7 separate regions of the Mus musculus genome follow, and regions 1, 3, 4, 5, 6 and 7 are each linked to region 2. A link is a contact called in public HiCAR-type and promoter capture Hi-C data. All regions are on one chromosome and are shown on one strand. The core of a region is the stretch at or near the end of the contact, and the rest is flanking DNA. Distances in the headings are between cores, read along the strand shown. Region 1 holds the start of Wfdc1 (WAP four-disulfide core domain 1). Region 2 holds the start of Mphosph6 (M phase phosphoprotein 6). Region 3 holds the start of Hsdl1 (hydroxysteroid dehydrogenase like 1). Region 4 holds the start of Meak7 (MTOR associated protein, eak-7 homolog). Region 5 holds the start of Mlycd (malonyl-CoA decarboxylase). Region 6 holds the start of Kcng4 (potassium voltage-gated channel, subfamily G, member 4). Region 7 holds the start of Taf1c (TATA-box binding protein associated factor, RNA polymerase I, C).

The links. Promoter capture Hi-C pulls out the DNA fragments that hold promoters and counts their contacts. HiCAR-type assays count read pairs that join an accessible place to other places.
Region 1: a promoter capture Hi-C map of hippocampal neurons shows a contact between it and region 2, with 4 times the contacts expected there. The contact joins the promoter of Wfdc1 here to the promoter of Mphosph6 in region 2.
Region 3: a contact with region 2 is called in a promoter capture Hi-C map of hippocampal neurons, with 5 times the contacts expected there. The contact joins the promoter of Hsdl1 here to the promoter of Mphosph6 in region 2. A contact is called at or near these places in 5 of 39 promoter capture datasets (the C10 cell line, embryonic stem cells, hippocampal neurons and 2 more) and 1 of 9 other capture datasets (embryonic stem cells).
Region 4: a HiCAR-type map of astrocytes shows a contact between it and region 2, with 2.3 times the contacts expected there. The contact joins the promoter of Meak7 here to the promoter of Mphosph6 in region 2. A contact is called at or near these places in 1 of 39 promoter capture datasets (embryonic stem cells) and 1 of 115 datasets of contacts at active chromatin or transcription factors (astrocytes).
Region 5: a HiCAR-type map of astrocytes shows a contact between it and region 2, with 9 times the contacts expected there. The contact joins the promoter of Mlycd here to the promoter of Mphosph6 in region 2. A contact is called at or near these places in 6 of 39 promoter capture datasets (the 3T3-L1 cell line, the C10 cell line, embryonic stem cells and 3 more), 2 of 484 Hi-C or Micro-C datasets (B cells and the G1E-ER4 cell line), 3 of 115 datasets of contacts at active chromatin or transcription factors (astrocytes, extraembryonic endoderm stem cells and stem cell-derived neural progenitor cells) and 1 of 9 other capture datasets (embryonic stem cells).
Region 6: a promoter capture Hi-C map of hippocampal neurons shows a contact between it and region 2, with 10 times the contacts expected there. The contact joins the promoter of Kcng4 here to the promoter of Mphosph6 in region 2. A contact is called at or near these places in 1 of 39 promoter capture datasets (hippocampal neurons), 1 of 115 datasets of contacts at active chromatin or transcription factors (astrocytes) and 1 of 9 other capture datasets (embryonic stem cells).
Region 7: a contact with region 2 is called in a promoter capture Hi-C map of hippocampal neurons, with 8 times the contacts expected there. The contact joins the promoter of Taf1c here to the promoter of Mphosph6 in region 2. A contact is called at or near these places in 3 of 39 promoter capture datasets (embryonic stem cells, hippocampal neurons and liver) and 1 of 115 datasets of contacts at active chromatin or transcription factors (astrocytes).

The regions. Positions count from the first base shown.
Region 1 is chr8:119,665,070-119,668,138 of GRCm38.p6, reverse strand. It overlaps Wfdc1 (WAP four-disulfide core domain 1), which reads right to left and starts at 1,774. Exons shown (of 7, transcript NM_023395.2): 1 at 1,479-1,774. The coding sequence starts at 1,598. The region is part of intron 1 of Gm32352 (a long non-coding RNA gene); the gene reads left to right.
Region 2 is chr8:117,800,420-117,803,243 of GRCm38.p6, reverse strand. It overlaps Mphosph6 (M phase phosphoprotein 6), which reads left to right and starts at 1,270. Exons shown (of 5, transcript NM_026758.4): 1 at 1,270-1,392. The coding sequence starts at 1,342.
Region 3 is chr8:119,573,517-119,576,551 of GRCm38.p6, reverse strand. Hsdl1 (hydroxysteroid dehydrogenase like 1) reads left to right here and starts at 1,377. Exons shown (of 5, transcript NM_175185.5): 1 at 1,377-1,460. It overlaps Dnaaf1 (dynein, axonemal assembly factor 1), which reads right to left and starts at 1,317. Exons shown (of 12, transcript NM_026648.4): 1 at 1,085-1,317. The coding sequence starts at 1,190.
Region 4 is chr8:119,776,850-119,779,814 of GRCm38.p6, reverse strand. Meak7 (MTOR associated protein, eak-7 homolog) reads left to right here and starts at 1,399. Exons shown (of 8, transcript NM_028883.2): 1 at 1,399-1,455.
Region 5 is chr8:119,393,426-119,396,610 of GRCm38.p6, reverse strand. Mlycd (malonyl-CoA decarboxylase) reads right to left here and starts at 1,717. Exons shown (of 5, transcript NM_019966.3): 1 at 1,141-1,717. The coding sequence starts at 1,665.
Region 6 is chr8:119,634,314-119,637,158 of GRCm38.p6, reverse strand. It overlaps Kcng4 (potassium voltage-gated channel, subfamily G, member 4), which reads left to right and starts at 1,479. Exons shown (of 3, transcript NM_025734.2): 1 at 1,479-1,927. It overlaps Gm46054 (a long non-coding RNA gene), which reads right to left and starts at 1,531. Exons shown (of 4, transcript XR_001778667.2): 1 at 1,256-1,531.
Region 7 is chr8:119,603,377-119,606,514 of GRCm38.p6, reverse strand. Taf1c (TATA-box binding protein associated factor, RNA polymerase I, C) reads left to right here and starts at 1,309. Exons shown (of 15, transcript NM_021441.3): 1 at 1,309-1,380; 2 at 2,137-2,275; 3 at 3,050-3,134. The coding sequence starts at 2,138.

The sequences.
Region 1 (3,069 bases), core at 525-3,024, 1.9 Mb before region 2:
GCAGGGCTGAACATGCTGCTCATCACATTTGTGTTCCTGCATTCATGAGAGTGCTCCTGGTGCTGACTCCGATGGCAGGAACCTGCCAGGGTCTACAGCAGCCCCGGGGAACCAGAATTCCTCCCAGGAGGCATGGGCTGGCATTGGACTAGAAGCCTGTGAGACACACTGGCTACTCTGAGTGCTGAGTGCTTTCTGTGTCTGCACAAGTGTACAGTGTCCCTGCAGGCATGCTGCCTCCCTGACTGGAGACCCCCCCACCCCCGGAGGGTGCCCACCTTACACCCACCCCAACGCTTCCCTCATTATCTGTCTCCCCACTGCTCAAAAGCTAACACACCCTGGCTTCCTTCCTCTCATTCACTCTCTGCTGTCCACACTGCTGTGTAGACACCCCAGGAGGGGAACCGGCAGACAAGTCTCCCATCCAGGACAGTGTCATCAAAACACCAACACCAGGGATGGGGGAGATGTCCCCCAGTGGATAATATGCCCTCTGAGTAGGTCTGAGGCTCAAGTTCCAATACCCAGAATGGATGTAAAAGCTGGCAGAAGTGGCAGCCACTTGTGGCCCACGGGCTCGGGAGGGAGGTGGGATGCCCGGGCCAAGCTGTCCAGGTAGACTAGCCCTAGGGAACTCTGAGTTCAGTGGGAGACCGTCTGTCAGTAAAGGAAATCAAATGAACAAGGTAGATGGCTGATACCAATTGCCAGCCTCCACAGGCCCAAGCACACACGAGTATGTGCCCACATAAGCACTGCACACATCTGTAAACACATACACATGCGTGTCACACACCACATCAACTCCCCCCCCCCCCACATATTTACTGAGAGGAATGCATCACTCTGTCTTCCACAGAGCACATTGTTGGTGTCCAGAGAGGTCAGACAACTTGCTTGAAGTCACACAGCCAAAGACAAGCCCAACTTAGGACTCAGCCATAGGGTCCCACTGTGCCTGCCCCCCCTCCCCCCGTTGACATTCTGCTCAGAACCTTCCTAGGTATCGATGTCATTTGTCCCCAGGCAGCCTGACTCACCCTCGAGGGGGAGAGCGGGTCTCCTCATCCTGTACCTGCAGGGGGTCATATAGATTTTTGCCCAGCCTGCTTCCCACTAAGTGTCTCTTGCCCGAATGAGGCACTGTGGCCAGGCTTCAGACACTGGAGGGGACCAAATGCTCACGTCTGTGCCCTCAGACCCTTTCATTAGACTCTGCTTTCCAGGAAGAAGCAGAGATGCTTTCCCTTAAGCTTCAAAGGCAAGATCTCCACATGGGGGGTGGACCTGTTTCTTGCCTCCCTGCTGGCAGCAATGGGCTCTCAGGAAGGCAGAGCCTTGTCTGCCCACCACCCGCTACAGCTCCAATACAGGAGATTCCCACCACGATAAGAAACCATAGACAGCATCTAGGGACTTCTGTCCCCTGGGCCACCTCCCATCACAGAGGCCCCTCCACCCCTCCTGGCACTTACTCGGGACTTCTCGGCCAGCCTGGCCGGCAGCATTGCCTCCCAAGTGCCCTGGGCAGAACTGGAGCCCAGTAGCAACAGGAAACTCAGAGCCCGAAGGACTTTTCTGCCGCAGTTACCCATCCCGAGGCTGGTGGCAGGGTTTCCTTCTGCACGAGTGACCTCCTCCGCAGGCCGGGGAGAGGAGGCAAGAGGGGTTAAGAGGGAGGAGGGACCATAGCCTGGGTGGGGCCTGAGAGAGCAACAGAACTTTGCCTGCTGCAGCCTTGGTCCTCCACACAGGGTCCCTGGGATCTTGTGCCCTCAGCCAGCACCTGTGCCCTGGGTAGTGGTTGGTTCTCCAGGTTATTTTTAGTCCACCCTGTGGCTCCAGTGACTAGAGTGACTGTAAGCTGGGCAGCTCAGATGCCGGGCAGAGGGAGGAAGGGGCACCAGCCAAGACGTGGCCGGGAGGGACCTGCCACTCCCCTGTAACTATTGAGCTGCTGTGGCGGCCTCCTCGGCCTCCAGTTAGGATGGGCTGTGCTGCTCTCAGCGCTGCCTGTGACTGTCTGCCCCAGGAACTGGGTTTGGGGGTGCTATAGGGAGGGGACAGGGGGCCGCAGGAGCCTGTGGCCCTGGTGTGGGGAAGCAGACCCCTCCCTTGTCTCTGAGTCCCTGCTTTGATGTGACTCTGGGGGAGAGTGGCATTGCACAGGAAAGCATCCTCTGCACTGAGGGTTGCTGCGGGAACCAAGCACCTTGCCTGTCCCCAACAGGTTGTCCCCAACAGCATGCAGAGGTGGCTGCTGTGTGGATCCCCATTTTTCTTAAAGGGGGACACAGAGATGGAAAGAGGTTTCACGCTTGCTCTCACATCAGACAACAGTGTGAGGTGGAGCAGCTAGCTCAGGCCCAGAGGATGGTATGAACGGCTCCACTGGAGAAGGTGGGATTGGCTTTCCCTGCAGCCCCAGTGGTATTTGCCGAGGGGGCTCCGAGGCACACCCTGTGAGGCTGGGTGGCACGGGCAGAATGGGCACCCAGGAAGGTAGGTCTGTCTTCCCACCCACCACCAGGAGCACCCGGGTCCTGGGGCTCTGACAGCAGTTCCCAGCCCCCATGCTCGTCTCCACATGTGCCTACATTACATTCTTGGACAGCAGGCTCTTGGCCCAGTTCCTGGGTCTCTCCGTGGGTGGCCTGGCTTCTGCCTGAGCTGGGCTGATGGTCTGTGAAGCCCTTCTGACCTCCCTCTGCCTTCACTGCACCAGGTCTCCTAGTTCCCCACCAGGAAGGCTCTTCTGCCTGGCAGGGCCCTAGCACGGCCTTGGATTTCTGCCGGGACTGCTTTCCCAGTATGGCTCCTGATAGAGGCTCTCATGTGGTGGCCACCATTGGGTGCATCTGTACTGATTGGAGCGCTGAGCCCCACCCCTGCCTCCCACCCCTCCTCTTCTGAACTAGACAGTCTGCTCTACCTGGTGGATTGTTCTTGTTCTTGTAGCACCCCCCCCCCCGCCATGCTCCATCCCTGGAGTCACAGATTCATAAGACTGTGCTCATGCGCAGTAGGTGAATACAGTTGACCATGTTGTGCCTGATGTAGGATCAT
Region 2 (2,824 bases), core at 21-2,520:
TCAGTATTTGAATGGAAGGAGACATAAGTCTGCCATATATGGTTAGTCCGGTAACAAGATAGCAGGATTTTTATTTATTTTATTTTTTATTTTTGGTACATTCTACCACCAAGGCTTCATATAACGATATTTTCTTGACTTTCAAGCCTTCCCACTTTGATCTGAAGAGGGCCACCCTGGATTAAATTTAAAGTGACCCTAAAAGTCACTGGCTGCAGCCATTTTCTTCCTTCCACGGTATTTACTGCTTTCTAATGTAGCTCCAGGAAAGGGTGGGAATGTGTCTTTAGCCCCTTGGTGCTCACCCATGTCTCACTGACAGTTATGAGTAAATGTGTTTCTGTAACCACTTAACACATTATGTCTTTATTTACTCCACTGAGAAAACCTGCAGGGCGTTTAATATCCGGAATGCTTTATGAATCTCGACTTTACCACTTCTCCAGCGGGTTGCTTATTACATGCCAGTGATGTGTCCTTCCGTATACTTACGAGGTACGGCACCACAACTTGTGGAAGTCCATTCTGCCCTTCCATCACGGGGGTCCCGGGGATCAAACTCATGTCCTCCTCGGGCTTGGCAGCAAGTGTTTTCACCCATTAAACCACCCCTGGCCCCTTCACAAGTTGTCGCCTTGCGTACAGCTCTTGCTAGTTCCTGCCATTCTTCCCATTCCAGAAGGAAATCCTTCAGGCTCCAAGATGCACAGCGAACAGGTGTATGCATATTCATCAGTCTTCCACGGTTTGTGTGCAGCCCTACAGCTATCACGCAGCCTGGGTTTGTGACCACCTCCTTCACTCTGGGACAGAGCATAGCGACACCAGCGGCTCAGGGCTACTGAGAGTTCTAGAAAACACGCTTCATAGAAAGCCACCATTCGTATTTTTAAAACTTTTAAACTCTGGCAGCAACCTCAGCGGCCTCAGCTAGGACCTCAGCAAGGAACTTCCAGACCGGGTCGTTAGGGAGTCCTCGGGTGTCGTGGAGGCCCCGCCTACAGCTCCAGCGTCCTCCCCTTAATCCGCCTTTCCTGAGTTTAGCCCTGGGACCCTGAATCGCAGTCGCCCCGCGGTGGCCCGAGCTCTTACCACAGCTCTTTGCGGAGAGACGCGCTCCGGGAGCTGGAGAAGCCAGAAGCAGCTCCGAGCACTAGGGCGGGGCAGCGCGATGGGTGTGCCTAATCGGGGGCGTGGCAACGGCGCGGGGGCGGAGCTAAAGCTCTGCCACGCCTGTAAGCGACGTGGCCCGGGCGGGTCTAGAGCGTCGTCTTATCTAGCTCCGCTCTTGACCGTGCGCAAGCGCAGTGCGGCGGGAAAGCCTCTGCAAGTGCGTCCAACATGGCGTCGGAGCGCAAGACTAAGTTATCCAAGAACCTGCTGCGCATGAAGGTGCTGAGGTCGGGAATGCTGGGTTGTCGGGCGGGGAGGCTGCTGAGCTCCGAGATGTTCCGTAGTGGGACTCGGGCCGAAGCGATGGGCAGACTGGCTCGGGATGGCCGCGGCCAGCGCACCCCATTCATTCGCTCAGCCTGCGGGCCTTTGGGCACCAGGGGTGAGATTTTGCTTAGCCTGATGTGGGGAGGGAGCCTGCACAACGTTCATCAGAGCCTGCAGAGTTGAGTGCTGTGGTGGCTTTAGTGTCTGGGCCGCCTGGGAAGTTAGACTTCTCGCGAGAAGTGGTCCCTAAGGAGGAACAACGTGAGGGATGGCAGGTAGTGTCCTAAACTGAGGGAAAGTGAGTCCAGAAGCTAAGAAGGAGAAAATCAGGGACGTTGCAAAGAACTAAAGGTAGCTCGGACGTCTGAAAGACAAGGAGCATAAAATGAGGCTGGAAATCTTAGTGGTCACACATCCAAGGAATTGTAAGCCAGGCTGAAGTTTTGTTCCTGTTGCCTCATGAGCAGGAGGAAACTGTTTTCTGAGTTAATTGCTTTTTGTTTGTTTGTTTGTTTGTTGGGGGGGGGGGGGGTCGAGACAGGGTTTCTCTGTGTAGCCCTGGCTGTCCTGGAACTCACTCTGTAGACCAGGCTGGCCTCGAACTCAGAAATTTGCCTGCCTCTGCCTCTCCCAAGTGCTGGGATTAAAGGCGTGCGCCACCACGCCTGGCTAGTTATTGTTTTTTTAAGGCCACTTTAACTGAACTGTGGATGATGGTTAATCAGAAAGGCCCAGCCCAACAACGTGAAAGCTCACAGCCAAAAGGATGAGCTAAAAAAGTTCCTGTGTTCTGGGTGAAGGTTGTCTTCGTGGTGGGAATGGAGAAAATGTTAGTGGGGTGAAATGAGTTCTCCACTAACTTTTAAACAAAATGAGTTTCCCTTTGTGTGTGTGCATGCATAGCTGTATATATACCATGTGTGTTCAGGTGCCTGCGAAGGCCAGAAGAGAGTGTTGGAGCCCCTGAAACTGGAGTTTTAAGTCAGCAGGTATGAGTACCAGGACTTAGGCAAGAGTCAAGGGTGCTCTTAGCCACTGAGCCAACTTCCCCAGCCCATGATTTTTAAATTTGAAGTTGAGCCAGCTGAAGTGGCTTTGATGGCACACATTTGTAATCCCAGCACTTGGGAGGTGGAGGCAGGAGCTTAATTTGTGGCCAGCCTGAGCTGGATATGAGACCCTGTCTCAGACATCATTAAAACAGAAGCAGCTTAACCACAATTTAAAAGGGGTTAAAAGCGGATGAACACAGGAGTTAAGACAGGGAAAAGCTAACTCTTGAAGCTTAAATAATACTAATAGAACGTATTCACGGTCCTCCCAATATTCCGGCATTGTTCTCCGTGTATATACTGAACCACTTAATTCACATAGTAACATTTGA
Region 3 (3,035 bases), core at 128-2,627, 1.8 Mb before region 2:
TCTGCTCAACAGAACAGAAGTTCATCAAGCCCCCCCCCTCTCTCTTTCTAAAAAGATTTATTTTATTTATATGAGTACATTGTATCTGTCTTCAGACCCACCAGAAGAGGCCATGGATCCTATTATAGTTGTGAACCACCACGTGGTTGCAGGGAATTGAACTCAGGACGTTTGGAAGAGCAGTCAGTGTTCTTAACCGCTGAGCCAACTTTCCAGCCCGCAAGCCCATTTCTCTTACCAGGGACAGCAGAAGGGCAGCTCTGGGACAGGGCAAGAGCTCTGTCTCTCCCCACTTTGGTTCAGAGATAACTGTGATGCAGTTTGCTGTGTAAATCTCCCCCCTACCCCTTTTGCCAGGTGTGAGCACCTACAGTTCCCACTCCTGTAAACGTGTTTAATTGCTCAAAGTGTAACTTAGGGGCGGCAACATAAAAACAACTCACTGATAAAAGCACACACAAGAACAGGGTGTGATCAGTTTGATCGCTCAAACCTGTGTAAAAGAAGCAAGCTTTGTTCTGGGCTGGTCTCTCCTTGGATGTTAGAACCCTGTGCACACTATTAAATATGAAAGACATTTTCCAGGGCCTGGAGAGATGGCTCAGCGGGTAAGAGTACTGACTGCTCTACAGAAGGTTCCGAGAGTTCAAGTCCCAGCAATCACATGGTTGATCTTAACCTCTGCATGTATGTACTTCTGAGATTCAAACTCAGGTCTGGAGGATTGTGTTGCAAGCACTTTTACCCTGCAAGGCGCCTCTAGAAGCCTTAGATAAATGTAACGTCAAGAGCTGATGAACTCTCTGTACTTGTGGTTTGTTGAATGACGCTGAACACTGTTTGGGAACTGTGTCTTACACTCATTGCAAACAATTCCCAGCCACAGGAAGGTATCTAATAAATTATCATGGAATAAATAATGGGTCTTCTATATGTACTGGATTGATCATATCAATAAAGGTGCTGTTCTTGTAGCTGTATGGATGGGTATGTGTGAGGGGTGCTGGTTGTCCCCAGCTGAGTGAAATGGGCATGTGTGAGGGACACGAGCCCTCGCCCCTTTGGCTTCCCAGCGCTAAGGCACCTTCTTTACGGATCCCTGGCCCCGCGTCGCCGTGATCGCCTGCCGACTCCTCCAGACTGGGCTCCGCCACGCTGTCCACCGGCGGCTCAGAGACTTCGGGGTGCATGCTCACTCCTGGCCCGACCACTCAGCCCTAATACTCTACGGTCCGCGTCGTTGGCTGTCCAACGCTTTCCCGGTCGCCGCGGCAACCAGTGCGCACGCGCAGTCAGTTACGCCGCCGAGGGCGGGCCTAGCCGAGGGGGGGCCACGGGGGAAACTGCACCCGGGCGCGTGCGCGGATCACGTGGGTAGCGGACCTGCGGTGGTGTCCCGGGGCGGCGGCCGCGCGGGCAGCGGGCGGGACGGGCTTCGGAGACCGCGCCTCTCGCTGCAGGTATTGCGCCCGCGCCCCTCACGCCCCTCGCGCCCCGCTTCCGTCCCTGGCCACGCCCCCTGGACCCCGACCCTCGGGAACGCCCTCCCCCCCGCCGCGCCCCGTAGCGGGGAACTCTGGTTCCGCGCTCTAGGCAGCCGCTCAGCTCCCTGAGCAGGTGTCCCGGGCCTGGTCCTCGGCAGGAGGCTCGCACAGGCGACACGCCCCGGGACGGCCCTTTTGTCGGTGTCTCTTTATCCTCCTTTATTCCTGGTCGCTAGGTCTAAGTAGGTTCTAAGTCTCAGGACTGATGCAGAATGGCCGCGCTGCTGAAGAAAGCGCGCAGCTTCTGCAGAGCCCGGTGGGTTTTGCAGAGTCGCTGGGCCGTGCCCGGCGCCACTGGGGAGGGATGGGACACTAGCAGGGAGTCCCTGTTCTGCTACCAGGACTCAGCCGCACCCCTGGGCGGTGACCGCAGCGGGTTCGGGTTCCCACGGGGAGTCTCAACGACCACCTGCCAGGGCTCTGGGCCGAGCCTTCGCTGAGATCCTGGGATGTCGTTGCGTCCGTTTCCTTCCTCTTGTGTAGTACACCCGGGTGCGATTGAGGAAGGGGATAAAGTGAAGCCGCGGGGACAGCGCTCTTAGCTTCTTCATAAACTCGGGTCAGTACGAATAGGGGTCGCTAGCATCGAACCCTGAGCGATGATCCTGCCTAGTGGCTCCGGTTTATTGAGGGGTGGCGGGAAGGCACTGTTGCAAATGCTTTTTATGCGTCACCTCATCGAATTCTCGTTGTAGGGGAGAAGCGTTAGCCGCTTTTTACAGGTGGTGGTGTTGTAACTTCATTCCCAAGGGTGGGATGGCTTTTTCAGAGTGACCCTAGTCATTGCTAAAATATTACAGACGCGCCATGTCCAACGTTACTTTATCAGTGGAGGGTGTGTGTGTGTGTTGGGGCGGGGGGAGTGTTGTTTATTTATGTGTGGGTGTGGAGGCTACGGGTCAGTGTCTGTCACTTGCAACCTTATTTTTCGAGAAAACGTCTCTCACAGAACTCAAGAGTTTTCTTTATGTTTGACTGACTGACTGGCCCCCAGGGTCCTCTCGTCTGCTCCTTTCTTCCCAATACTGAAATTACAAATTGGTTCTGCTTACATACCCACTCTTAGATACTGCTGGGGACCTCAGCTCAGGTCCTTAAGCTTGCACAGCAAAAACAATCTGCTGAGCCATCTAACCAGTCCCCAGTGCATATTTTTTTAATTGAGGCAAAATTCATGTAACGAGATCCATCATTTTAGCCATTTTGAAATGTACAATTCAGAACTTTGTAGTTAGGTAGGTTTCACCGCCCTATTTCCAGATAATTTCCACAACCACAAAAAGGGATTCCACCTCATGGGCTGCAGTTTGGGCTCATCTTGCCCCTTGTGTTTTCTGTGTCTCTGGATTTCCTTATTGCAAACACGCTTTATACATGTGACCGTATGCTGAATGGTCTTTTGTGTCCCCCAACCTCATGTTTTCATGTCATAGTGTGCGCTCATGCCCCATTCCTTTTCAGAGCTCAGTATTCCACAGTGTCGTGCACGGG
Region 4 (2,965 bases), core at 150-2,649, 2.0 Mb before region 2:
GACACATTTTCATATGTCACAGACTGGTGACCCATGATGCCCTGGAGGACTCAAAGGCTGTCCTGGCTGCCTCAGCCTCACTCCTCCATGATGGCCCTTGTAGCCCAACTTCAGCTCGAGGCTCTGCCCACTGACTGGTCGTTTTCCTAGGGGCTCATAGGAGGGTGGTGGTGGGGGATCAAGTCAATTCAAGGTGTCTTGGTGTTAAGATGGCCGTGGAATGTTGGGAACAAACGCTAGGTGGAGCTTGGCTGAGCGAAAGGCAGATGGCTTCTGGTGGACATGTGACTTCAATCCACTAGGGGGAGCTAGCTGCCCGTTTTCTTTTGCTGTCTCTCTTCTACTCGCCTTTTCAAAACTTCCACTCTCTGTATCCCAGGCTGGCCTGGAACTCACTGTGTAGACCAGGCTGGCCACAAACTTGCAGCAATGCCCCTGTCTAAGCCTCTTGAAGTGCTGAGATTACAGGTGTATGCCACTACACTCAGCCGGGCTGGTGTCACAATAATTAAATAATAATACTAATAATACTAATAATAATGTGTGGTGTTTTGCTTTATGTGCACCGTGTGTGCAATGTCTCTGGAGGCCAGAAGAGGGCGTCGGATCCCCTGGAACTGGAGTTACAAGCAGGCCTGAGCTGAAGTGTGGGTTCACCTGTGTCCTCTGTTAGAGCAGCAAGTGTTCTTAAGGACTCTGCCACCTCTCCGGCCTCTGGTGTCATTTTTCCAGCTACAATTTCAGACAGCAGCTTCTGTTACTTTGGGGGGTTGGGAGGAGTTCCTCTGTGCCACTCGGACGGTGGGGTTTGCAGGCAGCGACAGTGGGTTCGTCTCTGCTGAGAATTCTGGGACCTACCTCTGTTGTGTCTGTCTCCGACACCAGAAAAGGCCCGGTAGGGCTGATAGCAAGCTATCCCACTCCTGGGGACAAGACCGGCCGGCATCTGCTTCTGTGTGTCAAGTGCTCTATTGGCTAACGCAATGGACTTCAGGAGGTAAGGAGGTCAGATTTTCCACCCTAGTTCTGGGGGGCGAGTCCCAGCTCAGGCCTTCTGTTCACAGTGCCCCTGTTCCCAGCCTCCCACATTGCTCCCTTCTATCCGCTCCCTGCATTTAAACCCCCTGATCCGCTTCCAGCCCTTCAGCAGCTTCCTAGCACCTCCTAAAGCCCAAGTTCTCCTTCAGCCTTTGCAGAACCTGAGCAACTGTCAACCATCCCCAAGTGTTCCGCTGTTACAGGCTCAGTTCTTCGATCCCAGGCTCCGCCCACTCCCCGTGAACTACAATCCCATTGGTTAAGATCTGACTCGGGCTCCACCTCTCAGTAGCCCTTTTCCAATTGGTGCTCATGACCGTCCGTCAGCGCCGTTGCTAGGGAAAGGGCTGGGCGACCCGGGCAACCTTGCTGCCCAGGACGTACCGGAAGGAGCTCGGTCCCTGTAGACCAAGGCTGGTGAGCCGGAGGGAGGGAGCCCGGGCGAGGCTGGGCATAGCTCAAGGAAGGAAGGAAGACCTTCGGGGTGGCCTGAGCAGCCCCCAAGGAAGCTACTGTCTCAGGCTACTGTCAGAGAAGCAGAGAGTGCCTGGGATGGGGTGAAGCTGGGCTCTGAAGGGATCCGTGGGCCTGCCTTGTTTTCCGAGACGAACCCAATAGAGTTCCTTCAGAGGCAAGCTCAAAACCAATTTAGGGGGAGGCGAGGAAGGTGCCCTGGCCTGCACTCCTGAGGGGGGCTGGGACAGATGGAGGGCTGCCAGCTGCAGACCCAGTAGGCTCCAGGACTTGGACATGGGCTTGGTGTGGCTGTTCTGATGGGGTGTTGACCCCAGGAACCAGACAGTGTGTCACGATCTCTTGGAGGCCCCATGGGAAATTGTCCGAGGCACACTCCAGCCTGCCACCAGGAGCTTGGGGCTGCAAAGAGCTGGCTCGCCACATTCTTCGTGACACAAGGAGCCCTTTTTATTCTCCAGGGTCCATCTGTGTTTGTCTTTGGTTTCTGGAAAGCAGAACCAGGTGGCGATGTTAAACGATTCACCCAAGCTTATTAAAGCACGGCAAGCTAAACTCCTTTTAAGACCATGGGTTAGTGACTTGGTGATGGGACTTCACTGTTGGGGAGAGGGCCCCCTCCCGAAATGGATCACCTGGTTGGGGGGAGGAGGAAGGACGTGTTTAGCTATTAGGGGCAGTAGAGTGTTGAGGATAGACTGTTGCGGAGACTGGAATGTTCAAGGAAGCTCACTGGTGGGTTCAGGAGACTTGGATCTGGTCGGGCAAAGGCTTCCCCTTGATTGTGCCCAGGTGGGAAAGCCCATTGTTATACAAAAACTGTCTGGAATGGCCACCTGTGTATGGATTGAGACTGTAGAGCTCATAGGCCCTGTGTGGAGAATGGTCAGGGCTGTGGGTGACCTTTAAAGGGTCTCTCCACATCCCCCCCACCCCCCCACCCCCGCTTTCTGATAAGAAAAATGGCTTTGATCCTTGGCAAGTGTCTCTTTTGGGTCACAAGGCTGATACTCACTGCTACAAGTGACCTTACAGTCACTGAAAGATGTCTTCACCTAAGAAAGGTGGACATAGTTGCCAGGGGAAAGCTACCCCATGGACCAAGGTGTCCCCATGGAGGACAGAACCTGCCCCTGACACATGCAAGACCTTTCTCCGGGAAGCTGACAGATTGCTGGCCCCATGACAGAGCTTGCAGCCTAAAGGGAGAGCATGGGCCCCCCCGAGAATCATTCTTGCTGCAGCTGTGTGGAGACAGGCGGCCTTCCAGCTGTAGCGGCTGGGCTGGTACAGGGTGAAGAGCCATATTCTCAAGGTCTCTCCCCAGTCCTCCCTGAGCTGTGGGCTCCAAACCTGCCCTTCCCCTCCCCCTGCCTTCCTCACAGAGCAGCCAAGCTCTGGCTCTGTCCTGGCATCTGGTCCTGTCCTGTACTGCCCCTGGCTTGTTTACCAT
Region 5 (3,185 bases), core at 468-2,967, 1.6 Mb before region 2:
TTCAACCGGCTGTAATTCCAGTTCCAGAGGATATGATACACTTTTCTGGCCTAGGTAGGCACTGCATGCATCTGTATACAGGCAAGCAGAACACTGGTATATATAATCTTTAAAAGAAAGGCCACTATATTTAGTGACACACTTTGTTTGCTGGCATTGGGAAGATGGGACAGGAATATTTCTGGGGCTTACTGAGCAGTTTACCTAATCTAACTGGTGAGTCTCAAGTCTCAGTGAGAGACCCTGACTCATATTAATCCCTTAACTACACCAAGGGTTAAGCAATCAAAATGAGAAGTCTGTAAACCTGCACATAGCAGTGCAAAGGAGCCTGGATCAGGGGATGTATATCTGAAGTCTTGGACAGCTCATCACCTCAGCGTGTCATGTCCTTCACTCTAAAGGAGATAGGTGTCAACCGAAAGGACAGAATGGAAGTAAAAATGGCCATGCCTGTTTCAAGCAGGTCAGGAAAAAAGCAGATGAGGCTTTGAACACTGGGGACTTCTGAAATGGTGATATCATTGTGTATGAACTCAGGGTCAATGCTCCTCTTTATTGAATATTAATGGCTGGCAGCTATGCTAGACAATCCTTTGGGTCTCAGCTATATACACCTCCGTTATCTGTACGCTACATGATATCGCTGGGTAAGCTGCTGACTAGCACAGGTACTAAAAAGTCAACTTAGGATCACTGCGTCTGGGGCTGGGGGTTTGGAATCAAATCTCTTGTCCAAAGTCAGATTGCAGAAAGAGGACTGGAGGCTTTAGAGACCCAGGCGGTGGTGACCTTGACTTTTGGCCATGTTTGTGCATTTCGTGTAACCTGTTAGGGTGATGGACGTTCGTGGGAGGTGCCCAAACTTTGCCCAAAGCCGTGTTCCATCCTTGTTCAAGAACAGCGCAGTTAAAACTAGAGCTATTTTGGAGTAAGCGCAATGGGTGTCACACCCGACAGTGACCCCCGAGGATAGTGCTACGAACCACGCAGTAAGCACCGTGGTATCTGAGGCCGGCGAGGTGGCTGCAGGGGCATGGGTAAGGGTCTGGGGAGTGGGGAGTGGGAAGTGGGCAGGGCCCCGGGGCGGTGGCGGGGGGCGGCGGCCCCGGGGTCGCGGTGGCCCGGGCGGGGCCTTACCCGGACGTGCGGCCCCTCCACCAGCTTGAGGGCCTGCGCCTCCAGCAGATCGGCCCGCAGCTGCACCAAGAAGCGCACGCCGCCGTCCAGCTTGCTGATGTGATGGAAGAGGCCGCGATACCGCGGCACGAGCGCGTAGCGCAACCGGTCCTCCGCCTGCAGCAGCACGGCCGCCTCGCGCGCCTGCTGGCGCAGCTGCAGCACCCCGGCGCTCTGCTCGGCCACCTGGCCGTGGTCCACGCCGAAGCCCTGAGCCAGGCGGCCGAGCAGCTCGGCGCGCTGGGACGCCTCGGCCAGGCCGCCGTAGAAGCTCACGAAGTCGGCGCACTGGCCCTCGGCGGGCGCCGGCGTCTTCTCGCGCAGCTCGTAGGCCGGCGTCGGGGGCACGGCTCGCCGCAGCAGCTCGTCCATGGCGCTGGCCGCGAGCCCGCCGCACAGCCGACGTCCCCGGGGCCCCGGAGGCCGCGGCGGGGACCGCAGTGGGAGCAGGCGCCGAGCCCTCAAGCCTGGCCCGAGGCCTCGCATGACAGCTCCGCGACAGCTGCTAGCGGGAGACGCCACTGGAGAGCGGGCCTCTGCCTCGCTTCCGGCTCCGGCTTCCGGTTTCTCGCCGGCCCCATTGGCCGAGGCCGGACGGCGGACGGAGACATTGGCCAATCGGGGGGTAGAACGGCGGGGGAGGGGCGAGGTGGCTTTCTCAGGCCGGAGGCCAAGTGCAGCCAAAGGTCCCCGGAACCCGGTAGCCCCGGGGCACCTGACTCGCCCTCTTGGCTTGCATCCTTACACCTGTTCTGAGAGTCACCGCCTCAGTCCCTTTCCCCACTACGCACGCGCTTCTCTTGATCTGAGAGCTTGACATCTCAGCTCTTCCCGGGACCGTGCTATGCACGCAGCCTCCTGTGCTAGGGTTCGGATCTAGCGTAGGTGAGGAGCTGAGAAATTTAAGGTTGCATGCTGGACTAGGTCTCCTAGGAATGGGGATGGCTCATTTGATAAAGTGATTGAGAACTTGAGTTCATATCCAGAACCCATGGGAAAACGCTTGTAGTCCTAGCTCAGGGAGGTGGACAAGAGCCAGCCAGTCCAGATAACAAGGTAAGTCTAGGTCAGCCAGAGACCCTATCTCCAAACCAACCAAACAAAAAGTATGCGGGTAGCGCCATCACTCGAGGTGTCTTCTGGCTTCCAGAACCACACATGTACATACGTGCACCCCCACACGTGTGTACAAGGAAATGTATATGCACATGTACACACCAAGCATGTAATTCTCAGAGTAATTCTCTGACTTGACATTTTGACCCTGTCCCGACCCGCGGACAGTAGAACAGGGTCTCTCCCAACAGACCCTCCCTAGGTACTCTCTGGCTCATGTCAAGAATCCCACCCAGACAGAACTGCTGGAGACCCAGCCCATGCCTCCTGCTGCATCCTAGAGCTTCCGTCTGGTCATGCCGGAAATGGGTATAGGAAGAATCTCTTCCCTACCAGCTTCCTTGCTGGGCCTCATTCATTCATTCATTCATTCATTCTTTCAGTGAAATGATTTTCAATTGTTTGGTGAGTTCCAGGCCCACCCTAGGCTTGCATTTGAAATAGCCCTGCTCATTCTCCTTCAGTTTACCATCTGAGGGAGGGAGTCACATTAAAATAACTGCAAAAAGGAATCAGACTGGTAGAGTAGGCTCTGTATGGATTCAGCTTGATATGATGACAGTCATCTTGGATCCAGACTGTTGTGACTGTCCTAGAGAAACCACAGTTCATTTTTTGGTGCATGGTTTCTCTTCAAACTATCGATAGACCAAATCCCAAGAATGACGTCTGGGACCTTACAACCGGATCCAGGCTCCAACCTGTACCTGGCTCTTTGATAAGAACTTAAGATGGACCACGTGCCTTCCAGCTAGGGGGAAAGTCACTTTATCCTAACTCGAGTCTGTGACTCTCTTTCTGACCCATGTGGTAGGATCCAGTTTGGCTTTGCTGTCTACCAAGACTATACATTTGAGTAAGTTCTCCAATAAACTGTACCCTTCCATTCT
Region 6 (2,845 bases), core at 230-2,729, 1.8 Mb before region 2:
AAAATGACTCTGTAAGGTTAAGCCATAAGCAACCCTGTAGGGAATTTTCTTGATCCATCATTGATGGGGGAGGGCCCAGCCCACTGTGGACAGAGATACAAACTGGGATGTATCCTGGGTTCCACAGGAAAGTCCCAGGCTGAGCAAGTCACGAGGAATGAAGCAATAAACAGCACTCATCCAAGGCCTCGGCCCTGGTTCCTGCCTCCAGGTTCTCGCCTTGGCTTCCTTCAGTGGGTAGTGACTTGGCTACGGAAGCTAAATAAACCCTTTCCTTCCCAAGTTGCTTTGGATCACCGTGCTTCATCACGGCAATAGAAACTCTGACTGAGACAGAACTAAAGGAGATAGAGAACAGAGAGCCCTGTCCGGAGGGAGAGAGTTCTGGAGCCTGGCTTATTGGAGCTAAGAGAATGGGAGAGTCAGAGAAAGGGCAGAGCCTCGGCACCCCTCACAAAGATGCCAGACCTCTCTCTGCCTTGGGCCTCAGCAGCAGTGACTGTGGTACAGGCAGCAGGGAGGGGCTGTGGGAAGGCAGAGAAAACAGGCCCTGTCTCCAGTTCTTGGAATTTCTGTGGAACCCTGGGGTTCCCATAATACCCTTTGAGAACCCCTGCCCCCTGCCAGCCTCTCCTTCTTGCCTGCACTCCTCCGCCCCTCTTCGAGGCCACAGGTACTCTCTGTTACTCCTTCCAGAGAGCTGAGGACAGCCAGGCTCTGATCCCCTTGCTCCTGGACGCCCCCCCCCCCCATCAGTGACAGCCCTAACCTAGCTCCAGCTGCCAATTAGGACGATGACCTTGAACAAGCCTCTAGGGATCTCAGAGGCCGAATGGAGTTGTGAAGGTCACTTGGCTGCAAAAACCTTTTAAGGAAATGAAGGACCTAGGGATAGGCAGCCCTACATTAACAGGCTTTTGCAATTTCAGCCTTTATGGTTCCCACTGTCCTCATCTGACCAGTGAGAAAACTGAGGCCCAGAGAGGTGGAGTGACTCACCAAGCACACACAGCAAGAAGCTGGCTTGCAGCATCTCCCTCTCCCCACCTACACCTACACCTACACCCAGGGCCAAGCTCCCAGGAGAAGCTCAAGGCTTGGATTTCATATCCTGAAAGCCTGCTGCCACTCATAGACATTTTACAGATAAGGAGACTGAGTACAACGGCACAAAGCCACCTGCCTAAGGACATTCACTTGGACACTGGGATCTGGCCCCAATCTCAGCCCCTTATGCCATCTCCCCAATACCTACCCTAGGCTCTGAGACTGGGTCGGTCTGTCCCAGCCTGCAAGCCTCCCCACAGCCCTTACTGAGTGGACCATGAGGTTGCAATCGCCAGGTCCCCAGCTGCTCCAGCTCCTCCTGAGCTCGGCTCCTCCTCAGAGAGGAGAAGGACAGACATTCTCCTTGCCTTCCTGGTGGCTGGCAGAGCCTCTGCTCCCCGCCTGCTGCCTGGCTGATGGAGAGATTAATCCTAAGCCCTTCCTGGCAGCACCCCCACCCCCATCTCAGGCAGGACCATGCTGGCTGTCCCCGTGGGACTTGGAGCACCAAGTCCAATGCTGAGGCAGGACAGCTGGCCCAGCTCCCTGCAGCATCCGGACCTTCGGCTTCCAGGAGGAGGGAGGACTTCAGAGCCCTTCTAGAGAGCCACCTTGCGCCTCTGCTCTTCTGCGGAGTCAGACTGAATAAACTTCTGCTCTGTAGAGGAAGTGGGAGAAGAATTGGATGCTGACCCTCTGCCAGGACTGCTATGTTGAGAGCTGGTTTTGATTTGTGTTTTGTTTTGTTTTTTGGGGGGCGGGGGTTCTTCTCATTTCCCCCTACCTCTCTGTCACAACCCTGTCTTTTCCTGGTCAGTGAGACATGGGCTCCCCATGCCCGGCAGAGAACCAGCTGGGAACACACTTCCTAAAACAAGCGGTGAGTTGAACTTGGGAGGAAGTTGCTCGTTCTGGGGGGGGATGTTCTAGAGCTGGCTGAGTGGAACAGCTTGGCAGAAGGGATATTTGGAATGAATTACTTCCCCGGGCTCTAAGGGAGTTTTGCTGGCCAGCTGTTGGAGGGGGAACAAAGACCACAAAATCAGATCTGTTCAGTGGAAGGAGAGGGGGACAAGATTCCAGCGCTGGAGAGAACCCCTAGCCAGGAAGCTGTGTCCTGGGTTGAGTTTGGATTTGCTGAGTGACCTTGGATGAGTCCCTTTCAGCACTCTGGGTCTTGGTTTTTACACTGGAAATTGAGAAAGGTTGGCAAGAACACCCTGGATTTCCTGTCTCTGCAGGCTGCGCTCCTCCTGCCGCTGGCTGTGTGCTGTGAACCAAGTAATGCATGCAGAATAGCGGAGTGCTCTGCAGGGCGAGTGTGAAACACAGCCACCCCCACTCACTCCTCGCTGGCTGTCCGCAGAATCCCGGCCGGCTCTGGAGTAGAAAGGCACTTTCGTTTCCATTGGCTCCTGATTGGAATGCCTCTCTCAATGTAAGGTTATAGGTGCCTGGAGACAGCTCTGGCTGGAACAGGTAGCATAAGAAATGGTCACACCACACGGATGATGAGACAGGTCATAAATACTTTTAAAATTATGTGAGCAAGCTAAAATAAAACCTGCTTGTCCTAAGCGAAGCCCCTAAATGGGTTTGCAATACAGACAGCATTAGAAACCTCTTCACGATGCAAATAAAAGAGTATACAGCTCAGAGTGGGGAGTGACTACTTCAAGGTCACACAGCAAGGGTGACAGAAGATCAGGGTGAAGCTTTCTTGGGGAGCTCCTGAGAGTCAGGTGCCTTGCAAAGCTGTCATGATCCCTACCTCCTAAGCGTTTGACAGTAGGGGACA
Region 7 (3,138 bases), core at 60-2,559, 1.8 Mb before region 2:
AAATTATTTATTTATTTATTATATGCAAGTACACTGTAGCTGTCTTCAGAGGCACCAGTAGAGGGCATCAAACCCCATTACAGATGGTTGTGAGCCACCATGTGGTTGCTGGAATTTGAACTCAGGACTTTGGGAAGAGCTGTCAGTGCTCTTAACCGCTGAGCCATCTCTCCAGCCCTGTGAGGGATTTTCTTAATCAGATTATTTGAAGGAGGAAGAGCCATCCTAAATCACCTTCTGGTGGCAGCCCAGATAAAAGAAATGGAAAAAGAAACCATGATTTGTGCCTGCTGGACCTCACCCTCACCGGCAAAACCATTTATTTTATGGCATTGCTGAAGTTTTCCTTTCAGTATTCAAATCAATTTCTTTAGGATTCCAACAGAGACTGAAGCTCGGCGGCTCTTTAGGAATGGCCCAGGACTACAGCACCAGATCAGAACTGCTGAGACAACCAGCCTCGTGGACGGAACAGTACCAAATTCTCCTTGCCATTTCTGTCATAAGACAGCTATTATTGAACTACGCAGATCACAGCCTGTAAGCCGGTCTAATAAAATCTCCTCTATTCCATACTCATTCAATCAGTTCTGTTCCTTTAGAGATCCCTTAATAAACTCAGGAACACAGATTTTTCTCCCTGAATAACTTGCTCCACCATGAAGACCGATTTATGAAGTTCTGATAATTACAGGACAAAGGAAAGTCAAACCCAAAGAAGTCGTCAAACACATTGGCGGGAATGTCATGTAGGTAGGTTGCAGTGACGCAGGAGAATCTGTTCCTTGTCTCGATTCTATCTGAAGATATTCTTAGCCTCCAGGCGATGGAAAGCAAGTGGTCAGCAGAGCCACGCGTCCTAAGTTTTACGCGATAGTGTCAGGACCAAGGCAACTTACAGGCAGAGCCCAGGACTCGCTGCATGCGAGCGAGTTTGAACAGATCCCCCAAAACTCGCAGGTGCACACACAAGGAATATTAGCTTGAGAATGACAAGCTAATATTCCCTCCTGGCCCCTGTTAAAGCCACACATGCACCCAGAGGTGTCTATGAAGCGGATTCTAGGACTTGTGGGTAATAAATACAGTGCGTGGCTCATCGGAGGTGCTCACTTGTTCGTTGAGAGGATCAATTCAAGCTTCTCAACACTTTTGTGAAATAGGATGGAAATTTCATAGCTTAGGCGCCACGACCATGCATATTGGCCCTCAGCTCTGCAGGTGGCGCTGGAGGACTCGGTTAGATGATCTGGGGGCGGGACTTCCTGTTTCTCGGGCGAACTTCCGGCCTGATCCGGAAAACAGTTTAGTCTGCTCCAACAGTTGTGGGTGGCGGCGTTGAGGTTCGGCACTCTGGCTCCTTTGCGGCCCCGGGGTCAGGTGAGGCTGTTGCGGGAATGCTGAGAGCACGTGGCAGACCACGTGGCTATAGAGACTGGTCGATTACAGCGCTGAGGCTCGTCCTAGATGCTGGCCACGAGGGAGGGCGGTCCGGGAACACTTGTGGTTACTACACACCGGTTTTCAGTTCAGACTCTAAATTCAGCGCCTTCACGTCTTGTCCAGCGGGTACTAGTGCTCTGCTGGTGCTCTTATTGCGGATGTTAGATTTAATTTTTACTAAAAATGAGGGCTGACTTGACAGTTACTGCTTCTAAAGAGTTCCTGCATTTATTCAGCCCACGGGCATTTTCGGAGAAGCCTGTGTTTGGCAGTGGGGAAGCAGGAATAGTACGCAGCCCATGTCCACAGAGGGGTGGAAGAAAGTCAGCCTGCTACTGTCATGCGCAGCGCGTTGATGAACGCTCAGCCTTCATCGGCATCACTTGGTCCTCCACACTCTCCCCTTTGTATATTCTGTGGTTGCTTATCTCTTTGGCACTTTACCTGCCACGAGGCCTTTTGCGATCACTTTCTCCCCAGCCCCTCTTCCAAGGTGTGAGCAGAGATATCTGTCTGGCTGCCCTCAAGAGAGTGAGCAGTCCTTGGGCAGCCCTGCTGACGCGCTGGCATTAGGCATAGTCTGGTCTTTATCTGCTACCTTGTAGTGGTCTCCCCTACTGTGTTCTGAGAACCCTGGTGCACTGTTGAGACTCCTAATGAAGGCGTGTGTAACGTTAGATACATTCTCTCCAGGATGGACTTCCCTGGCACCCTGCGCCCTTCATTGTTTAAGGCCGGTCCACTTGGCATGACTGATGGCCCTGACCTGTCCTTCATGTGCAGCTGGAGAGATGCACTGACCCTGCCAGGGTCCCAGCCACAGAACTGCAAGGTGAGGATGGAAATAGGGTCCTTTCCTTGGTCTGTTCCTCCTCCTTGCTCACTTATTGGGAAAAGAGGTCTAGGCAGCTGCTACTTGAGCTGCGCACCGGTTGCCCTGCTGTCCAGACAGTGTCTCTCAACAGAGGCTGTGGCTCCTCTTTCCTCGCTCCCTCTCCCTGGGTTCAGCAGGTGTTTATGTGTTGGGGTCCTTACAGGCCCAGGAGCCCAGCATGAGGAAGTCAGGCAACCCCACCTAAGGGACTTCCAGTTATGGTGAGAGACTGTACACCAACGGGCAGACCTTTTATAGTGTGGCCTTGACTTGCCTGAATTAGTGGAATGCCAGGGGCAGGATTTCTGCTCTTGGGAGGTCCATCTCTAGCAGCCTTGTATTGAGTACATTGAGGAGAGCATGTCAAAGAGAGGGTGTTGGGGGAGGGGAGTTCTTGGTCCTTGGGACAAGGGTGCCCACTGAATGGCAGGACTCAGAGGAGATAGCTGAGGAAGTTGGAGCTCATTGGGTTGTGGGTAGGCAGTCATGACTTAGGCGCTTCCTTTGAAAGCTGCTGTGAATGAAGTTTAGAATTCAGTTCAGACTCTGGAGTCGGTTGCCTGGGTTCAAGTCCATGCCTGTTTGTTGCTTCTGTCACCTAGGGCGGCAGCCTCATGCTTCAGGGTTCCTCATTAGCGAAGTGACCACCTTTTCACATTTGTCCCGAGGACTGAGTTAGTTAATTGGCAGGGATTGCACACCTGTCATGTTATTGCTGCCCCGTTTCCCTAGGATCCGACCTTGTCCTTTGCCAAGAACCTACTGTGGGAGCCATCGACGCCAGGACCCCTCCCCCTCCTGATGCCTCCTGATCCTGGTAA